Regions from separate parts of the Mus musculus genome. Here regions 2, 3, 4 and 5 are each linked to region 1. The links are chromatin contacts, called in public promoter capture Hi-C maps. All regions are on one chromosome and are shown on one strand. Each heading gives the region's core, a stretch centred on a gene start, on an enhancer-like site or on the middle of the called end of the contact. The rest is flanking DNA. Distances are from core to core; before and after follow the strand shown.

Evidence for each region. Promoter capture Hi-C pulls out the DNA fragments that hold promoters and counts their contacts.
Region 2: a promoter capture Hi-C map of erythroid cells shows a contact between it and region 1, with 11 times the contacts expected there. The contact joins the promoter of Smarce1 here to the promoter of Rpl23 in region 1. A contact is called at or near these places in 2 of 39 promoter capture datasets (erythroid cells and pre-B cells).
Region 3: a promoter capture Hi-C map of pre-B cells shows a contact between it and region 1, with 3 times the contacts expected there. The contact joins the promoter of Igfbp4 here to the promoter of Rpl23 in region 1. A contact is called at or near these places in 3 of 39 promoter capture datasets (erythroid cells, liver and pre-B cells).
Region 4: a promoter capture Hi-C map of liver shows a contact between it and region 1, with 2.9 times the contacts expected there. The contact joins the promoter of Gjd3 here to the promoter of Rpl23 in region 1. A contact is called at or near these places in 2 of 39 promoter capture datasets (liver and pre-B cells).
Region 5: a promoter capture Hi-C map of liver shows a contact between it and region 1, with 2.7 times the contacts expected there. The contact joins the promoter of Wipf2 here to the promoter of Rpl23 in region 1.

The regions. Positions count from the first base shown.
Region 1 is chr11:97,781,021-97,783,890 of GRCm38.p6, forward strand. It overlaps Rpl23 (ribosomal protein L23), which reads right to left and starts at 1,419. Exons shown (of 5, transcript NM_022891.3): 1 at 1,324-1,419; 2 at 786-869; 3 at 314-442. The coding sequence starts at 1,336. It overlaps Snora21 (small nucleolar RNA, H/ACA box 21), which reads right to left and starts at 746; the gene lies at 619-746.
Region 2 is chr11:99,229,500-99,232,369 of GRCm38.p6, forward strand. It overlaps Smarce1 (SWI/SNF related, matrix associated, actin dependent regulator of chromatin, subfamily e, member 1), which reads right to left and starts at 1,518. Exons shown (of 11, transcript NM_020618.4): 1 at 903-1,518.
Region 3 is chr11:99,039,830-99,042,699 of GRCm38.p6, forward strand. Igfbp4 (insulin-like growth factor binding protein 4) reads left to right here and starts at 1,415. Exons shown (of 4, transcript NM_010517.4): 1 at 1,415-2,016. The coding sequence starts at 1,668.
Region 4 is chr11:98,981,630-98,984,499 of GRCm38.p6, forward strand. Gjd3 (gap junction protein, delta 3) reads right to left here and starts at 1,391. Exons shown (of 1, transcript NM_178596.3): 1 at 1-1,391. The coding sequence starts at 1,387. The coding sequence ends at 551.
Region 5 is chr11:98,862,119-98,864,988 of GRCm38.p6, forward strand. It overlaps Wipf2 (WAS/WASL interacting protein family, member 2), which reads left to right and starts at 1,480. Exons shown (of 8, transcript NM_197940.2): 1 at 1,480-1,784.

The DNA.
Region 1 (2,870 bases), core at 169-2,668:
GGCATTGATCTCAAAGGCTCTCACATGTGTAGCTTCCTTGACAGCCACAGAATTAAGATCCCATCTTCCAACACCCAGAGAACTTCTACCTTCCACTACGACTTAAGGAGCCTCCCAGGGCCGGGCGTGGTGGCGCACGCCTTTAATCCCAGCACTTGGGAGGCAGAGGCAGGCGAGTTCGAGGCCAGCCTGGTCTACAAAGTGAGTTCCAGGACAGCCAGGGCTACACAGAAAAACACTGTCAAAAAAAAAACCAAACAAACAAACCAAAACAAGCAACCAAACAAAAAAACAAGCTCTCCTCCCCGCTCACCCTTTTTCCTTAGTTCTGGTTTGCCTTTCTTAACTGTGGCCATCACCATGTCCCCAACACCAGCAGCAGGAAGTCTGTTCAGCCGTCCCTTGATTCCCTTCACAGAGATGATATACAAGTTTTTAGCTCCTATAGGAAAAAAACAAACAAAAGTAAATTTTGTATGAGACCGGCAGAATTCACAATATAGAGTCAGCAAGGCTATACACCAAGTAACTCAGTCTCAGAAAAGCATGAACACAAACAAACCAAAACAAACCGTTTTCGTAAAACTCATCGGGCTTGTAAGTAATCTTTCAGAAGTGTCTTGTCACAACACCGATTGAAGTTAAACAACACAACACGTTGCCACTTCACCCAAAAGTGGTGTTTTTCACTCTGCCCCTTCTTGACGGCTCAGTGGGTCACTAGCAAAAGGCTCACTGAGTGCTTTTAAAAGGGGACGGTGGCAGGACGCGGCCGAAGGCCTCACCTGTGTTGTCTGCACAGTTGATCACAGCTCCGACCGGAAGACCCAGGGAAATCCGGAATTTCGCCCCGGAGGACCCACCGCGTCCTGCGGGGAGGGAAACAGACAGGACAAGGGTCCACATTCGGTCTCACAGTTCCCAACTATAACCCACCGCACACGCTTCGGCGAGGGCCGGCCGCTCCCCGGCTACCACGCACTTGTCACGGGACCCGGCCGTGCCCATTATTTGCATCCTCCTGCGGAAGAAGGAGACTGCGAGGCTCCAACCTCGTCTGCATTTGCGGGGACCGCAGATATCGCGCAGTCCCGTCGACCCCACGTTCTCCGTTCGGCCCCATGCTCCGCTCCTACACCAGCTCAACACCATTGGCATCGCCCTCTTTCAGGGCTCCCTCTAGGCCTCCGCGGTGCCCCCATCTTCTCTATCTCCGGCCCCGGGACTGTAAACTATCACCGCCGCCGGGGGCCGTCGCCAAGGGATGGGCGGGCCATCCCGCGCGGCAGATGCCAACGGATCCCCAAACTCAAAATTCCTCACCTCGCTTCGACATCTTGAACGCCCGGAAAGGGTCAGAAAGGAAGTTAGTACAGGGGACACTGGGATATGAACGGGAGGCCCCGCCCACTCAGCCACGTGACCGGACCTCGTCCAGCCCGCCTCCCTCCCCGGGTCGCAGCTAGATGACGTAAAAGGCCTGGGCCTCCGCGGGACCGTTCTGCGTGGGAAAGCTGCGCTTAAGATGTGTAGGGGCGAGTAATTTTGGGGCTACACCCAACGCCTCGGAAGTAATTGGCGATATGGACACATTGCCTTTTGGCTTTTTAAAATTTGCTTAACAGCTTCTTTTGAGCTCTGTGGCCAAGCCCCTCTCTGGATAACAGGGATTCGAAAATTATTGCTGCGGGTGTGGTGGTGCTCGCCAATAATCTCGGCATCGTGGGAGCTGAAGCAGGAGAATTGCGGCGATTTCAACATCACCTCAGCTACCCATGAGATCCTTCCTCAAAACAAATAAATACATGAGTAAAATAAATTCTTCTGTAAGGGTTCCTAAAGAACAGACACATGGGGCAAGAGCAAGTTCAGAATGGTTTCATTTGGCTGTGGAACAATTAAGTGGAGCGCTACAGATGAGTCTGTGTGTTTGGTACCATAACATTCTTTCGTCATGAGAGTTAACAATACTCTATTAGTGACATTCACACAGCCGCTCGGACTACAACTCAGTACCTTATTATTAATTATTCTTAGACTTAGCCCACAGCTAACCGTGACCGATTGATTGGCTTTGTTGCTTCTTAAAGATGTGCAAAATTTCGTAAAGCTTAAATATAGGATAGTTTATGCTTGCTTATAATCAAGATGGACAGGTTTTGTTTTGTTTTGTTTTGTTTTGTTTTGTTTTGTTTGGGGGGACAGGGTTTCTCTGTATAGCTCTGGCTGTCCTGGAACCCACTCTGTAGACCAGGCTGGCCTCAAACTCAGAAATCCGCCTGCCTGCCTCTGCCTCCCAAGTGCTGGGATTAAAGGCGTGCACCACCACGCCCGACTGGACATGTTTTAATTTATTAATATTAATTTCCCCTTTTACTACCTCAACCTCTCCCTATTTTCCTTACCTTCTGTTGAAACATTCATTCAAATGTGCGTTGAATACTTATATCAGGGCCAGATTCTGTCCAGATTACATGAGGGAATAAAATAGAGCATTATTCTTGCCTTTATGGGTTTTCCTCTGCCAGGGTAGAGGTTGGAGGCAGGTAATAGATACTAAATAATAGGAGTGGGCTGGAGAGATGGTTCAGCAGTTAAGAGCACTGACTGCTCTTCCAGAGGTCCTGAGTTCAATTCCCAGTGACCACATGGTGGCTCACAACCATTTGTAACGGGATCTGATACCCTCTTCTGGTCTGTCTGAAGACAGCTACAGTGTACTCATATAAATAATATAAATAAATCTTTAAAAAAAACCTAAATAATAGGAGTAATTGTGAGAGTTCCAGTATACAGTATATCGTTGTCAAACGGGAAGAAGTATTATGAAGAAAGGACAGTGAGGTATGGAGAGGTGAAGGGACAGGTTG
Region 2 (2,870 bases), core at 268-2,767, 1.4 Mb after region 1:
TTTAAGGAAGTGCCTCAAATCATCAAGGTAAGAGTTTCTGATGTGGAAATAGCTAAGTTTTTTCAATTCATCTCTTTTTTTCCTTCCATCAACACCCAGTAGGCCTTGCTGTGGGGAGCCCCGACAGAAACTGTGACAGGGTCCCTGGTACCTTACACTTCACTGCTAATACTTACAAATGATTGCTCTCCCGGGCTAAGCATATAAACTCTAGTAGTGAGTGGATCTAACCATTGTGCCTGGGACGCAACTCTGTATTTATTGAATTAATTACCTTACTGGTCAGGCTTATAACACAGTCTTACTCACTAGTCACAACGACCCTACCCGATGCGTATGACTGTCCCCATTTTACAAAGGAAGAAAACAGTCTCGGGGCGATTAAGTGTCTAAGGCCAGAGACCCGGAATTGTCAGAGATGGGTTTAAACCCAACCCACACCGTCTCAGACTTCACTCCAGGCCACCCCGGGAATCCTTAAGTCGCTGCCTGAACCAAATAAAAAATAAAAATAAACAAAGGGGGGGGGGGACGACCACCTTCGTGGTGGGTGAGGATCCCCGCTGGCCTTGCCCAGAGGGTTTCCGGAGATCCTTTCCCTGGAGTTTTGTGGCGGGCGGAGGGCGAGCTTTTCTGGAAACTCCCCTGCAGGGGGTTGTGCATTGGTGCTCACCGGCGTCGGGAGTCCCGCGGAAAGGGACTACCGGCGCCTCCGAGGAGCTGTTCCGGACGGGGTTGCCCCGCCGCCGCTAGGCCTCACCGAGGCCGCACCGGCTCTAGCTCCCGCCTCGCAGCCGAGGCCGAACCCCAGCACCCCGCGGGAGCTCGGGGTCCCGCCAAGCAGAAACACCACCGCTCGCCACCCTTCCCCGACCGGGTTGGGCCCACTGGGAAACACTCACCCGCGGGCCGAGCAGGCGCCCGCAGCTCCGGCTTCGCTTCCCTTTGTCCCGCGCTCGCCCCGCCCCTCGCGCCGGAGCTTCCGCGCTCGCACTTTCCACACGCTCCCGGGAATTGTCTGCCGGCCGCGGCCGGCTCCCGGCAGACGAACAGCCCTTCCAGTGAGCACGCGGCGAGGCTTAGGGCGCCAAGGATTTTTAAAAAAAATTTCGTCAGGCTCCTGGGTTTCCTCAGAAGTCTTCCAATTTGGATCCCGTCCCAGTCGGGCGCCGATTCGTCACGGCGAGGAGGGCGGAGAAGGCTGGGCCGCGTTGCGGGCCCTGGTTCGCGGCCCGGCGGCAGGAACTGCGCAGACTGCGCGCCCGGGGCTTCACTGAGGCGGTGGGCGCCGCCGCGTGAGGCGGGCGCCGGAGGGGAAAGGCTCGCCGGAGCCTCTCCCGGGAGAGGGTGGGACGCAGTTCCCACACACCATGCACTCTGGCTTTTCCCTTCGCTCTGGTCTTCAGTCCTCCGCTGATGGACGTATGAATGGAGAAGATGGAGAATGTAGGCGGGGAGGACCCGGGTCGCTGCGTTTAGGTCCTTGCTGGCGCCCAGCGGGGCTCCCCTGCCTCCGCCTAAGCGAAAAGCAACACGGGAGTTTTGTAGTTTTCCCAGATGTTTCTAGAGGTCGAGTGATGGCGGCGGGTTTCTGCGCCTAGGGTCCTCAGATGTCAGCTCACTCCTTCCAGCTGGCATACCTGTGACAATTCACATCCCTTCCCAGGAGGGCCAGTTCAGCTCAGCCTCGCTTGTCTTTAAACAGTTCAGTGTTTCTTTGTGATGCCCTCCTGGAACTTTCCCAAGCCGGTCCTGTATCTGATACCCTCTATATGGGATTGGGCCATCTGCTATCTTGGAAAGTCTTGAAAACAAAGTTTTAGGCATCTGGACCGGACAATTTCATAATTACCAATGATTTCTAAGGGCTAGACATGTAATTGTTCAGTGAGTGTGCGTGGAGCCACCTTTCTGGACCATTCCAGGGCTATTTTTTTTTTAAACTAATTAACGAATACTTTGGCGGATTATACAAAGTAGAGAACACTTGGCTAGTGTGGGTCACGTCACGGTGGAGGAAAAATGAACAGAGCATCTGTGGTTATCTAAGGTCAATGTTAGCATCTAGAGAAACTGGCTGAATGCTGGGACTACCTGTTGGCCCTTATCCTGGTTGTGACAACAGGAAGTGAGGTATCTTTAGAAGTGATAAGTGATAATACTGTCCAGTTCTTCCATCGCCCAATATTTTCATACTCTGGTGAAATTATCGAAATGAACCGGTATTGTAAGGAAAGACTAAAGGAGAGGTTTGTTTTGTTTTGTTTTCAGATGAATGCATAGCATAAGGGAATGATCTGAAAATGTTTTTTTTTTAACACAAAGAGCATAGAGAAGGTGAATGTAGGATCCACACAATTACAGCAGGGATCCAGTGGCTTCTTCCTCTGCCCAGTAATTCCAGCCTTGTTACTTCCCGGTCTTAGCAAGGACTATGGAATGGTGGAAAAGGGGGTACAGGCACAGTGCTCCGGAGCATGTGTGCACGCGCATGCATGCTGCAAGGTGCCATTCCCAGCTGGGCAGTTAGTTCTCTGAAACTCAGCGGTGTCTGCATGCTGTGGTGGGAAAGGGCTGGCACAAAATTGGCTTAAAAAAGGGGAATTGATTGAGTTCTAAGTGGACAGCGGCATGGCATTCTTTCTTGTTCTTTTTACTTCTGTGAGGCGCTAGGGATTGAATCCAGGGTCCCGAACAGGTCCTGCAGCACTTTTCTTTCCTTTCCTTTTTTCTTTTTTTTTTGGTTTTCCGAGACAGGGTTTCTTTGTGTAGCCCTGGCTGTCCTGGAACTCATTCTGTAGACCAGGCTGTCCTCGAACTCAGAAATCTGCCTGCCTCTGCCTCCCGAGTGCTGGGATTAAAGGCGTACG
Region 3 (2,870 bases), core at 165-2,664, 1.3 Mb after region 1:
AGACAGGAGAGACCCAACTTTATCCTTGCGATGGGACTGAGGGAAGGAATCCTATCACTTCAACCCTCCTGCAGTCTTAGAGGTTGCCAGTAGGTGCCGTCAGTTCGCAACTTTTTGATCAGTCTTCCAGGTCCGGGTCTTGGTGCCTTTCTCCCTCCAACCGCGCCAACAGTCTGCGGTGCAGAAAGTGGGAGGTGGCCTAATTCCTCCGAGGCTGAAAGACCCCGACTCTGGGACAAAGAACCGGAAGAGGTCTAGGAAATCTTTAGGTTGGTTGCTCCTTGGATGTTTAGCCCAACCCTTCCGGACCCCATCCACCCGCAAAATCCTTCGGTCCTCCGACTGTGCCTGGACAGACACAAGAAGCGAACTCCTTGGTTGGGGAGGATGAGGAGGCGTAGGGAGAAATGAAAAAGAAGGTGGTAGGAGGTGGGTCTCTCCTCCAAACGCGACTCTAGATCAATTCCCGTTTCCAACAGAATTGCTGCGAGGGGAAGGGATATATTTATCAATAATCCCTTTATCACCCAGGGGCAAAGTGGCGTCGGGAAAATTAAAAGGCCGCTTCTCTTTCTGGAAATCTTTGACTGCCATCTACTGGGAAACTGTTGCAGTAACTATGCAAACACACAATGAGTACATGAAGTGGAGCCCCCTGGAGTTGTTCGACTCACATCTTGTACAAAGCCAATGGCAGTCTCCTTCCAGAATCTAAGCAGGGCGGTAGAGGGAACAACATCTAGGAAGGAGGAAGAGGCTTGGCACTTTGTTCTGGAGTTCTGGAAGCAGAGTGCAGCAAGGCCCAAATGGAACCAGGGGCGGGGGTCAAGCGACAGGGGTTCAGGGGCAAGTGAGAAGACTGCCTATTAGCACCTTGAGGCCAGAACTCTCCTGGACCCTTTACAGAGTGCTTAGTCGCCTTGTCCCACTTTAGCGCGGTCTCTAGAGGTTGACTGGACATACCCGGGGGGTGGGTGGGGGTGACCGGAGGACTCTGGCCAGGGATGGGAACTGAACAAGAGAATCTTGAATCCGCTATGAGGTCAGGTTTTCTGTGGCAGCAGGAGGATCTCCTAGGTGTCTGGGAAGGACTCCTTCGAGGTCGAGGGAGGGGGGCAAAGCAACATCCCCTTCGTTTCCCCTCGCCCTGCTTCCTCTTCAGGGTCCAGCTCAGAGGCTCTCCGCGCGCAGGCCACCGCTTCCAAACTGCGTCGCTTTCTTCGGCGGGGCAAAGGACTTTCAGATGTTGTAGCGGTGGCGGCGACTCAGGCCAGCGCCCCCTCCCCCCTAACGGCCTCTTCTCCCGCTCCATTGCTCCAGTTCCCCCTCGCCCTCCCCTGCTCTCCCACCTCGGGGACGGCGCTGGGGGTGTGGCCAGGGGGCCGGTATAAAGTCCCGGGAGCCGGTCCCGGGCAGCCGCTCAGCCCCCTGCCCCCCGCCGCCTGCTGGGCCGGCCGAGGATGCAGCGCAGCGCCTCGGTGGCCAGGCTCGCTCTGCTCCAGCGTGCTTGCTAACTTCCCCGGCTCCGTCTCTGCCTGCCGGGGTCGCCCCGTGTCCCTGCGCCCTCCGGGTCTGGTTCTCTAAGCTCTCTGGGCGCTGCCTCCGGGTCCCTTGCAGCCCGCTCGCGAGCCCGCGCTCCCCTCCTGCGCCCCACCCTCGTCCTCGCCATGCTGCCCTTCGGCCTCGTGGCCGCCCTGCTGCTGGCCGCAGGGCCTCGGCCGAGCCTGGGCGACGAAGCCATCCACTGCCCCCCTTGCTCCGAGGAGAAGCTGGCGCGCTGCCGCCCCCCCGTGGGTTGCGAGGAGTTGGTGCGGGAGCCAGGCTGCGGTTGTTGCGCCACTTGCGCCCTGGGCTTGGGGATGCCCTGCGGGGTGTACACCCCACGCTGTGGCTCAGGCATGCGCTGCTACCCTCCCCGGGGGGTGGAGAAGCCCCTGCGTACATTGATGCACGGGCAAGGCGTGTGCACGGAGCTGTCGGAAATCGAAGCCATCCAGGAAAGCCTGCAGACCTCTGGTAAGGTACACCTACCTTCCCTCGGCCACATTTCCCAAACACCCTCCTCCCTGCAACTTAGTTCCCATTCTGGCTGGCCTGGAAGGCCCGTCAATGCCCCCTGTGAGTTGAGGAGAAGGGAGGTACGTGGCAGAGCTTAGAAACAGCCAAGAATGCTGGCATTTAATCCCAGCACCAGTTGCCACTGGTCGAGGGAAACCTACCCCACCTCTTCATCTCAAACCTCCTAAGTACTTCTTTGGGAAGAGGGGCCTTGGCCTCAGTGGTAAGCCTGGCTCCTGAGGTAAGTTAAATGACCTGATTCAGTTACATTTGTCATCTAGAGTTAGATGACTGCGATGATAAGGTGTGCGTGCGTGTGTGTGTGTGTGTGTGTGTGTGTGTGTGTGTACATGCACATGTGCATACGTGTGTGCATGTGTCTGTGGGGGGTGATAAGGATGGTGTGTGTGTACATGCGCATGTGCATACGTGTGTGCAAGTGTCTGTGGGGGTGATAAGGATGGTGTGCTTGTGCACGTTTGTGTGATAAGGATGGTATGTGTATTCGAGCGGGAGGCAGTGTGTGTGTGTGTGTGTGTGTGTGTGTGTGTGTGTGTGTTGGGACGGTTCCTTTCTGTTCCTGATCCAGAGCCTGATCCACACACCCAGTCTCAGGTGAGAGGTGTGAGGAGCCAGGGGCTGGGCCTTTCACTCATCACCCTGGGGTGAAGTGGGACATACAATTCAGAAGAACCTCTGGGGTAAAGAACATGCGACTTGGACTTCCCCCAAAGGCTCAGAAAGCAAAGGAAGAGAAGGCAGGGCTCTTTCTGCCAGGTTGGCACATCCAGGTTTCTTGCTCCTTCCTTCTG
Region 4 (2,870 bases), core at 141-2,640, 1.2 Mb after region 1:
AGGACATACATGTACATTTCTGTGCACGCAGGCATGAACCCAGGTCTCTATCGCCTGTCACTTGGGAGATGTATACGTGTGGACACACGCATGTGCGGACCCTCACAAGCATACACATGCAAATACACACAGCTCATAGAGGTTTACTATGCTTGAGCAGCCAACCCATCTGAGTGTGTCCAGAGAGAGTGTGTGCAGAGCGCTCACGGAAAACCACTCTTCTCTGAATTAGCAGGGAACCTGGGAATGTTGCCATCACTGTTGATTTTTGTCCCCGGTGCAACAATCAGGTCACCCACGGCCGGTTTGCCGCCTCTCAGGGGAGCCCTTGGCGTCCTCCCTTTCCGCAGGGATCACAGCACCGAGGAGCCTCCCTGATTTAACACGGCTGCCGTAACCAGCACTAGGAAGTGCGACACCTCCCCCACCCGAACCCTGGCGGTCCCCTCTGCTCATCTTCTGCTCAGGCAGGGTCCTACGCAGTCTTTCAGAAGCAAAGCCTTCTGCCTCCAAGGACCCGGGTGCTGATATCCAGCCTCCGATCTCGCCGCTAGATGGCCAGGTCCTGGCGCACGGTAGCCAGCGACGCTTTGCTGTGGCCGCTGCCGCCTTCGCCCTCGCTGTCGCCTGCCGGTGAGCGGTGCGCGTAGGCTGGCGGGCCGAAAGGGTCGGGGTCCCCGCGCTGCGATGGCAAAGAGGGCGACGGCGGCGGCGGCGGGAGCAGCTTGGCGCGCTGGCGACCCTTCCAGAGCAGGTGACCCAGCTCCGCCACGCTGAGCAGCGCCGACAGCAGCCCGACGGCGAAGTAGAAGACCACGAAGACGGTCTTCTCGGTGGGCCGGCTCACGAAACAGTCGACCGTGTGCGGACAAGGTGGCCCGGCGCACGCGTAGTGCGGGTCCACGCGGAAGCCGTAGAGCAGCGCCTGGCCGCCCAGGAAAGCCAGCTCGGCGAGCAGGCGCAGAGCCACGCTCAGCAGGTAGCAGCGGCGCGCGCGGCGAGCGCGCAGGGCGCACGGGGAGCACGGCGCCTCGGCACGCCCGCGCGCGCACGGCGGGGCCAGCTGCGCACCACCCGCCTCCTTGCTGGCCTGGTGCATGGAGTAGATGACGAACAGCACCGGCGGCGCCGACAGCAGCAGGATGTGGAAGAGCCAGAAGCGGTAGTGGGACACCGGGAAGGCGCGATCGTAGCAGGTCTGGCGACAGCCGGGCTGCAACGTGTTACACACGAACTCCTCCTGCTCGTCCTCGAACACCGCACCTCCCACCGTGGCCAGCACCAGGATGCGGAAGATCAGCATGATCACCAGCCAGAGACGACCCACGAGCGGCGACTGTAGCTGCACCGCGTCCAGCAGGGAGCCTAGGAACGCCCACTCCCCCATGACGCTGGGGACGAGGAAAGGGGGTAGTCACAGGCTGGGGCGGGCTGAATACCCCCTGTCCCCCGCCACCCCCCACCCCCACCCCCACCCCCGTCCCTCAACAATCTCGGAGGGCGCCAGGGAAAGAATATTTTCTGGGGTTTAATGAGTTAATGTCAGAGTGTGAGGATAGTCCATCCTCAGCTATGGGATTCCTTCATATGGGCATAGAGGGGTGCTGAGGAGGGATTTCCCCGCACACCTGGCCTGGGCCTGCTTGGCTAGGGAGACCCTAAGGTTCCCCAGATTCTAGGTTCTTCTTCAGGGCCAACCTTGCTGGCCTGGCTTTTTGTGCCAGGAGCAAGAGCGGCTACTGGAGTCTAGAATTCTACGTTCCTTCTGTTTGAGACCCCTGGGAGCAAGGGGAGGGCCAGGCCGGGTGAGCCCCCACTGTCTCCTTTCTCTCTCACCTCGCAGCAGGGAACGCCTTTTGGGGTTGGAAGCTGACACAGAAGCCTGTTTTTCCAACTTAGGATCTCTCGCCCGCCCTCAATCTTCCCTTCCTCACCAACCTCAGCCAAGGAGACCGGGCACAGCCCCCTCGACTCCTCTCTGATAGCAATTATCAAGCATCTCTTGTAAGCCTCCCCAGACACACAGAATACACCACGTCCCGTCCCTGTAGACCCTTAGTGGCCTCTAGATGTCCCCAACCCCACTTACCCCGGGACCTGGGCCTTAGAGCTGAGCGGAGGACCTTGAGAGACAGCTGGGACCTGTCCCTCTGGGTCCCTCTTTCATTTTCCTTTTTGGCTTTGGCCGGGATGGATGATAGGACAAGTATGGCTGAGAGGGGCTAGCTCTCCCCCTTCTCTTAAAGGGACAGGGTGACCTGTGGTCCGGCTCCACCCTGGAAATAGATCCAGGGCCACACCCCTTGTTGGGTCCTTCCTGCCTTCTCTTTCCATCCCTTACCCCCCATGCCCATCCCATAGCCATGTCTCCATCTGGCGATGGACGGAGGCTAACTAGAGCTACATTTTTTTTTTTAATTGAGGGAGCCAGAGAGATCAATCATGGGAACCCTATCTCCTGGCAGACTCCTCAAACTGAAGACTAGGTCCACCACAACCAACTGACCCCATTTTTGAAGGGTCTTGTGGGCCAGAGGGAGATAACTTCGGCTTTTAGGGGACAACAAATATGGCTTTGGGGGGGGGGGGCTTTTGGTTCTGCCACTATTGGACCTTGGATGAGCCATGTAGGTCACTTGGGCTAAGATCTCTTGGTCTGTCACCTGAGCCAGCTAAACTCTAAGATTCTTACTTTGTTCCGAGACAGAGTCTCGCTGTGTAGTTCAAGCTGGCCAGGACCTTACCGTATAGGCCAGGCTGCCCTTGAAGTAAATGATCCTCCTGCCTCAGCCTCCCAAGTGCAGGACATTAAGTATGCATCACCACACCCGTCATAGTCGCCCATCTTAATGACCAGGTCTCAGCTGTGT
Region 5 (2,870 bases), core at 230-2,729, 1.1 Mb after region 1:
TTTTATATATGAGTGTACATTGTCACTGTCTTCAGACACACCAGAAGTGGGCATCAGATCCCATTACAGATGGTTGTGAGCCACCATGTGGTTGCTGGGGATTGAACTCAGGACCTCTGGAAGAGCAATCCGTGTTCTTAACCACTGAGCCATCTCTCCAGCCCCCTTCTTCTTCTTGTTTTGTTTGTTTTGGTGTTCTGAGGCAGAATTTCTCTGTGCAGTCCTGGCTGTCCTGGAACTTGCTCTGTAGACCAGGGTGGCCCCCAGCTAAGAGATCTGCCTGCCTCTGCCTCCTCTGAGCTACAGAGCCCAGCAAAATTCTACTCATCTTGCAGGGGCTAGTTCAAACCATTTACAAATCTCTTCTCATTCTTCAGCAGGAATTCATCACTCCTGTGACATCCCGGCACATGTCACAACTCTAATCGCACACTGACTTGGACGTCAGCTGTCTGTTTACATGCCAGCCCGCATGAGCACCATACACCAGCATGGTGAGCTCCCGGAGGGCAGAAGCTGTCTGCTTGAGTCACATCTGGAACCATCCCCAGGTACAGAGCTCAATGAATGGCCCAAAGCAAATGTTCAATGTGACATTTAGCACTAGTGGGTGGGGCAGAACAGAGGGAAAACAAAAATAATAACAGGCTATGGCTTATCACATGCTTTCCCATTCATTCATTACCTGATGAGCCTTCAAGCACTGTGAGAAAGGACAAACACTATGAGGTAGCTGAGACCCACGAACACACAGTTAGTGAGTGGGGATTAAGTGCTAGCTGATATTGGCCTTTTACTTGAGGTTCAGCCCTGGTCACTGGGTTGACTGGATGGAGAAGCAGTGAGACATAGGGTAGCAATGGGGTTGCTTGGTGTGGTGGCGAGCTTTGTGTATGAAGATGAGATCCTTAGTCATCGGCAACAGAGTTAAGCAATGGAAACCAGCAAGCGACAAGGACTCCCCTCTCTCATCCAAGCACCTATAGAGGAGTTCACAACACCATGCCTCAGCCTACCGAGCTGGGGATCACTAGTTAAGTGGTTACAACGACCTAACCAATGACCTGCTAGAAGAAGCTCGCCTCTCTGTTGCTATGACAACCAGAGCTTGTCTGTTGGGCCTCTTCAAGGGTACTCTAGACCATATTAGGGCTTATGGTGTGTGTGTGTGCGCGCAAAAAAATAAACACGAAAGAAAACATACTTGAGATACATCAGTTAGCTCACTGGTTCTCTACCTGCGCAATTTTAAAGGTCGAGACGCTCAGGCCGCATCCAACCAATTAAATAAGCATCTCATGGACCGAATCCTGGCATCACTCGTTACTGAAAGCCTCGCAGGCGGCCCCAGTTGCAGTCCCAAGATGCAAACGGGACTTCCAACTGCGGACTCGCGACCTTCTCAAGATGGTGGCGCTCCGCCCCCACGTGCGCCGGTAGAGGGCAGGCTTCCCTGAGCGCATGCGTCCCGCGGCCCTCGGCCCTCGGCTCCCTCCTCCTTTTCCCCCGCCTCCATTTTGTTCGCGGACGCTGGGGACGGTGGGAGCGGATCCATTTCCGGGTTGGTAAAAGGGGCGGCGGCGAGAGAGAGAGAGAGAGAGAGAGAGAGAGAGAGAGAGAGAGAGAGAGAGAGAGAGAGAGAGAGAGAGCGAGAGAGAGCGAGAGAGCTTGCCGCGGGGCGAACGAGCAGGACTAAACCAGGACTGAGGTGACGGAGGATTCGCTCCCGGAGCAGCCCCCCGCCGAGTGGGAAAGACGCCGGGGCGGCTGAGCCCGCCGCTGAGGTGACCTGCGGACCTGAGTGGGAGGGAGAGCCGGGAAGGGGGGACTGTGGTGGGGGGGGGGAGGGACACCGGAGGAGGGGCCTGATGCGGAGAGGGGGTCCTGGGGGCGGGGCCTGGAGACCCTGGAGAGGGGGCGTGGGCCATCCGAGTGGAGGGCGGCGGGGACCGACTGAGCAAATGGGCAGGAGGGAGGTTTTTTGAGAGACAGGAAATTAGAGATCCTGAAGGGTTGGGTGAGGTGAGTAAGACTGGCAACTCTGGGTGAGGTAGGAGGGGAGCCGTGCGCGGAGGGGGAGATGGGGAAGGGAGGACCTGTTGGGGAAAGGTAATTATTGGCAGGATGCTCTCGAGTTTAGGAGGATCGGTGTGACGTTTCGGGATTGATCGGGGTGAGGAGGAGGATTGAGAGCGAACGTGTTTACACTGGGGGAGATGTTGAGAGTGTGGGATGAGAGGGAGTCGGAGTGATGTTCTGAGATGCTCTTGGAAGCACCTGCAGTTGAAGGATCCCTGTTGGAGCGGCGTGAAATTGAGGGAAGATGAAAATCTGAAGGCGCTCGCTAGACGTAGGCTGTGTGTGCGGTCGAGTTACTGATTAGGAAGGCATATTCTGGAAGGATAATATTGAAACGAGGAGCTGGAGGAAGCTGGTGTGCACTGGAATCTACCTCTGTCCCCGCTTCTGCTGGCCTTTAAATCCTGATCCACCTGCTACATCTGATCCCTGAAATTCTTCTTTCTTTTTCTCTTTCTCTTTCTTTTCTTTTCTTTCTTTCTTTCTTTTTTTTTTTTGAGACACTTTGTCTGTGTAACCCTCACTGTCCTGGAACTCAGAGTCTGTAGACCAGATTGGCCCGGAACTCACAGTGATCCGCTGGCCTCTACCTCAGAGGGAGGCGTGGGCCACTATGACTGCCCAGCCCCGTAAACTATATTTGTTTGTTTGTTGTTTTGTTTCTTTCAAGACAGGGTTTCTCTCTGAAACAGCCCTGGCTGTTCTAGTGCTCACTATGTAGACTAGGCTGGTCTTGAACTCGCAGAGATCTACTTGCCTCTGCCTCCTGAGTGCTGGGATTAAAGGTGTGT